Linked DNA regions of Mus musculus: region 1 is linked to region 2. Evidence: chromatin contacts called from public HiChIP or PLAC-seq data. All regions are on one chromosome and are shown on one strand. Each heading gives the region's core, a stretch centred on a gene start, on an enhancer-like site or on the middle of the called end of the contact. The rest is flanking DNA. Distances are from core to core; before and after follow the strand shown.

Region 1 (2,931 bases), core at 207-2,706, 620 kb after region 2:
GTCTCCTCTCCCCCATGGCTTAGGTAGTGCTCAGCGCTTGGCAGCCCCAGAGATCCGACATCTGGCTGCTGAAGCTTGCTGCCTACTGGGAAGTAGTTCCAACAGCGCCAAGCAGGTGCAGGGAGCTGGAAAGGCCTGCCCTTCCAGAGCCTGGGAAGTGAGTGCCCCAGGAGACTTTCCATGTCAAGTGAGGGAGGGTGTCACTGCAGAACGAGCCTTCGTAAGCCCAGGAATGAAGCTGCCCATGGCCTCGTGGATGAGGTGCTCAGTCAGGCACAGTCTGGGTGTCGGAGAATGTAGTAGGGTGACTTAGAGCAAACATAGCCAAGTGCTTGGCCACCGACACTCCTTGTGACAGGTAAAGGCTCTAGAGTTGTGTGGACATGATGGTCTGAGGTGGCCCCTTAGCTTGAAGGACATGGAGACCATTTTCCTCCCCAAGTCTCACTCCCAGGAAATTTCTAGAGCCCAGTCACAGAGGACTTTAAACTCTGGTTGGTGTTACTGGATGAAGAAAGCATCGGGTGATTTCAGCAGCAACAGGTTCTCAGGTCACAGCACCTCAAGACTGGAGAAGGTGCCTGAGACACTCCCACAGAACTCTCTTATGATGTAGAAGGTGGGCTCAGAGAGGGCAAGTGAGGCTGCACAGCACAGCACCCTGAGTCCAGACTCCCAGTAGTGCTCTCTGCCTACGTGGTTCCTGGCAATCCCTGTGGTAAAAGTCACCATCCCTGTGAGTGCTCACCCTGAGGGGCTGTCAAAAAGAGGGTGTTCCCCCTGGATCCTGAAAAGCATTAAGGGCACAGCCCTGTTGTTTGAAAACCGCATCCCCGTTCATTTTCATATGTGCACTTTACAGAAACACCAACAGATGTGCTAGCTCTCCCCTTGCCAGATTCCTGGGAGATGCAAGACTCAAGAAACGTTGTGCTTGGAGTCTATGGGGAGCCAGAGAAGTCCCAAGCCTAGCGTTTCCCAGGAAGCAAGGGCAATAGCAAAGGCAGGAGGGAAAGTCACAGTGAACTTACTGAAAATCTGACTTTGCTTTGTCATTGACCTGATGTTCCAGAGTTGGGACTGGCTGCGACCCTTGTTTCCCTGCTGCAGTCTCTGGGTACCACTTATATCCTTCCCTCAGGTTTGCAGAGGCTGCGGAAGGGTTGAGGTTGAGAGGGAGGGTTTCCTCCCATTTCAGCTCAGGGTTACCGGGTGACTTAAGTCTCTGCATATGACAGCCAGTGAATCCGAATCTCCTGAGGGGCTCTGTCTAGATCAGATCTGACCATGGACAGCAAGAGAATGACAAGCCATCCCATGCTCGCTCTGGGCTGACATGGCAGCCGGGGATGCTGTTAATTTCACTGTTTACAGAAAGAAGTCCGGGGTGAGTGGAGGCTTTTTTGGTGTTTTAAAGCCAGATGGTATTTCCTGCCTTGATCAGCCTCGGAGCTTTGGTTCCCATGGCAACTCTGAAGTTCCACCTACTGCAACTTCCTCATTCTCTGAGCTTCTTCCTCTTCCACCATAGTGGGGGGGGGTGGGGGGGGCAGGAGAATAAAGCCATTAACTAGTTTGTGTGTTGCACTTCTCAGCTGACACTGCGCTCCAGCTCCAGCGTGTATGACCTCAGTCCTCGCTGCAACCTAGACACAGAGCATCTGCTGTCTCTGTCTTGCACAGGGAAACCCAGGCTCCAGAGACAGGTGATATGTTTTGCTTGCCCTCATTGGTGTCAACAGGACTTCAACCAGGTCTCATGTCTCTGGACCTCGGGTGGGATGAGCATACCCTAGCACTCCCTCTGCTGTGCTTACAATTCCTAAGTGGCGAATTTCATATGTAAGTTGAGTCCAAATCTCCACCAAGTTAACTTCTCTGAGCATCCCTTTGCTGTAAATGGCAAGAATGGTGGCCCTGGAAGGGCAGGGGACTTACATATGGATATGTAGATAGCCACAGTGTGTGCCTATTTGGATTTGAAGGAGACCTAGCATCGCCCTAGTTACCTTTTGACATTGAGCATGATGTTGTCATGTAGAGATGTTCTGGGTCACATTCTATGCACCTGCAGGCCACAGATTGGGAGGTAACAGCAAGCATGTAATGTTTATTTGCTGCGGTAAGAGCAGTACATGATTTCTCATGATGCAATGGACACACACATCCCTGGGGTCCTTATTGGGATTTCACCTCTTATGGATGTCCCGGGGAGTAGACCCCACTTCATGCAGCAATACCATCGCGTAGGAAGCACTGTGCGAGTGTTCTGAATGGCTCATTGTGCAGAGAGGCAAGGCCAAATCTGTAGAAAATGCTGGAAGCTGCAGGGATGTCTAGGAGTGTGGGCAGGAGCCAGTATGGAGTATTCCTCCAGGTATAAGATTGCCAGAAGGGCTCCCAGGGCTGCTGCCCAGGTTCTGCACATACTAAAACCTCATGGGGCCGTGGCAGCAACTGCGTCCATTCTTGGGACATTCAGTAGAGGATGGAAGGATGTCAACAGGCCATATCCTGCATGACAAAATAGACTCATTGGTAATGATGTGGCCAAATCTTCCCAGCCAAAAATTACTTTCAAAAAAAGTCATCTTTTCTCAGGAATGCCAAAGGACACATTTAAGCTCCTGGCAGAAGGGGAGTGGAGCTGACAGCAGGCACCTGGTATTGCTCTGCCTGGCAGTTTTCTTTGCTCTGTATTCTGTATGACTGTGGTTTGCACACCGAATTATGTGCATTAAGTTAATTGCTATCCAATTAACAAATATTTTCCATTAATTCTTGCAATCAATCTGGCTGGTACATCCCATCACCCAGCTCTTTTGCCTGTCCTCGGCTCCGTGTTGGTCAATGTGGCAGTGCCAAGTGGCTGATGAATCGTTCCTGCAGCCCGACCCCCACCTGACAGACAGGAAAAAAATGACCAGGAGC
Region 2 (2,940 bases), core at 423-2,922:
AATCATTACTCAAAGGGTCCAAGAGGTAAGAAAACATGTTTTCCTCTCAGTATTGACTTCATAGTTCTAAAATCTAGGTACAACACAACTATTAAAATCATGTTTAAATAAAGTCCTGCTATGTAACTCATGCCAGCCTCAAACGTATACACCTCCAGCATTAGCCCCATCCCCTAACTGCTGGGATCACAACTGTGCACCAGCATACCCACCTCAATTTTTACTTATAGTCATAAAAATTCATAAATTATATTAATACATGTGTTGATTGTATATTATGCAGTATAAACTATAATTTATAATTATTTCTTTTTATGTTCTTTATAGGGACACTCCAGATCTCCATTTTATTTAATTTGCATCAAACCTATCTATCCTATTATATCTTATTAGCACAACCAGTAAGATCTAGCACTAACTCTCACAATATGTTTCCTTGCTTTTTGCTTATACAAACTCTTTTTACTGTTGTGATGTATTAGACCTATTTTAAATCCTTGGGAGACAGAGGCAGGCAGATCCCTGAGTTGGAGGTAAGCCAGAGCTACGAACACACAATTTTTTTTTTTTTAAAGTCTTTAGGTGTAGCTCAGGTATACCCAGAACCCTTCCTGCCACAAGAAGAGGGCAGCACAAAGTGGAGATTCTTAGAGGTTCTAATTCATTACCTCAAAGCTCTAAACCAACAAGAGGACAGCCTGGTCTACAGAGTGAGCACAGGCCAGCCGGGGCTTCACAGAAAAATCCTGTCTCCAGGGTAGGAGTGTGGAGACAAAAATACTCTTATACAGAGGGGGGAAAAGAATATATATATATATATATATATATATATATATATATATATATATATACATACATACACATATAGTATGTATGTAAGTTAAAGCATAATACACCTGCCAGCCACTCCAAAGACCTCAGTGCCACTTCTTGCATCTCTGTCGACTGCTTCCAGGAGCTGCAATCTGATCTTTATCATCGTTTACTTCCTTTCAGAAAGAGATCTTATCATATGTACTTTCGAGCCTAAACAATACATTTTGAATTCTATAAAAGCTGACACCACCCTGTAAATTATCTATATAAACTGCCTTTCTCTCTCCATCTATATTGTGTGCGCTTCTGACAACTTTGACGTTTTCTCCAAGAATATTTACAATTACTACTGTATAGTTTTTGTTTGTTTGGGGGTTTTGTTTTTAAATCCTCATCCATGTACTGGTGGGAAAAGATTAAAGGCGAAGAAACTTGGACCAAATGAGGGCATCAGTCACACACATCCCACCTTCCTGTAACCCCCTACGGAAAAAGACCACACTACACACGTGGCCGACGCAGCTACTGTACTGAAACTAAGCCCAGACCACACCCCGTGTACCAAGATCCTAATACGTCACTCCCGTTAGCCTTAGCATGTCACGTGGTCGTCGAGACACGTGACCCTTACTTTGGCGGCAAGGACAAGAATGTACGTCAGGTGGCTCGCGTTCTTCTGGCCAGGGAAGCGGGCCGCCTAGCTTAGGGTGCGGCGCCACCTTTTTCCATAACGTTACCTGCCTCCAGGGCCGGCTGAACGCACCCACATGGGGCCGCCGTAGCACACGAGCCCTGCTTCTCCAAGCCGCGCATGGTTACAGGCCGCTGAGTCGTCCGCGCGCCCAACGCTGATTTCCGCTTCCGCGCGTTAGGCTTTGGCGCCTGCGCAGTTGTCGCTAGGTGCCGGGTCTTGGAGAACGCGCTCAATGGCGGCCGAGCTGCCGCGTGGAGGGTGGGTTCCCGGACGCCGTGAGGCCCATCATTCACCCACCACGCGGCGATGGCGGCCTCGCGACAGCCTGCACCATACCCTCCGAAGGTGGGACATGTGGATAAAGATGTACACGCAAAGATACCCTTGAATTATAAGCGGCCTCGGTGACCAAAAATAACCTTGAGTTTAAAGGGAAAGGATGTGAATGTCCATCTATGATCACATAGCAAAAGAACTGGAGTTTGGGACTTTTTTTTTTCCATTTATTGTGTGCGCGGGAGCATGTCAAAGTCAAATGACAAAATGCCGGAGCCGATACTCCTCATGGCCGCGTAGCTCCCAGGATCAAAGTCAGGTCGTGTTAGCCGGTTCCTTTACTCGCTGAGCCAACTAGCGGCCCAAGAGCTGGACGTTAAATGTTTAAAATTTCCCTTGGACGTGGGCATACGTGTTATATTTATCACTCCCCTCCACTTTTTAAGTAATAACTATTTGTCGGAAAAGGGCAAGAAAATCAAGAATGGTAGGTGTTACAAGCAAGCTAGGCTAGAAGTTATTAAGTGAGAACGTTTGTGCTCCAAACCACTGGAACCGAAATAAGGATGAAGAGCCAGCAAAAACCGTATTTTCTCTCCCTGCTCCAATTGCCTGCTCTTTAGCCACTTGTAAGATTCTTTAACCGCCCCTCCCCCCCAAAAAAAGATTCTTTAACCCAAACTCTTTGCATACATGATTATGTTTGGGGATTTCAAAATCTTGTTGGTTTCGAAGAGAGGGGGGAATCCACCTGACATTACCTGTAATATAAAATATTAAAAAATGCGAATCCACGGATTAAAGGCTTAACCGTGAAAAGCTGTTTCCAAGTGTTTGTTGTCACTGACTAAACAAGTCCCTAGTAGGAAATAATCAGTATTAGGAGACAGGTTTTTGAGAGAAAGTTGTGAATTCTTAAGTTAAAACTGATACTGTGCCCTCTGTCAGTTTTGTCCATGAAATTTCCAAAAGTTTTTTACCCCCCTTTTTCTTGTAGAAGATAGAGTTGTTGTCTAGCTGGAGAAACAAGTTTGTGTGCCTTTGGGCAACACGTACACGCTGTAAAAATGGGCTAAGCTGCAGTTGCCACTAGTCGGCGCTGTTAATAAGACAGTCAAAAGTGAAAGGGGCTTGCCCTCCATCAAGATCTGCCA

The links. HiChIP or PLAC-seq counts read pairs in DNA pulled down with a chosen protein or histone mark.
Region 1: an H3K27ac HiChIP or PLAC-seq map of microglia shows a contact between it and region 2, with 6 times the contacts expected there. The contact joins the enhancer-like site here to the promoter of Trmo in region 2. A contact is called at or near these places in 1 of 39 promoter capture datasets (pre-B cells), 1 of 484 Hi-C or Micro-C datasets (CD4 T cells), 3 of 115 datasets of contacts at active chromatin or transcription factors (memory CD8 T cells, microglia and pro-B cells) and 1 of 9 other capture datasets (liver).

Annotation. Positions count from the first base shown.
Region 1 is chr4:47,009,670-47,012,600 of GRCm38.p6, forward strand. No RefSeq gene overlaps it. Among named protein-coding and RNA genes, the nearest start is that of Gabbr2, 19 kb to the left of the region's middle. Within about 2 kb of position 1,457, at least 147 of the 459 cell types and tissues checked have an H3K27ac peak or open chromatin away from gene starts, as enhancers often do. A contact at or near this core is called in memory CD8 T cells, microglia and pro-B cells, where this site is marked.
Region 2 is chr4:46,387,765-46,390,704 of GRCm38.p6, forward strand. Trmo (tRNA methyltransferase O) reads right to left here and starts at 1,673. Exons shown (of 5, transcript NM_001347095.1): 1 at 1,554-1,673. The coding sequence starts at 1,629.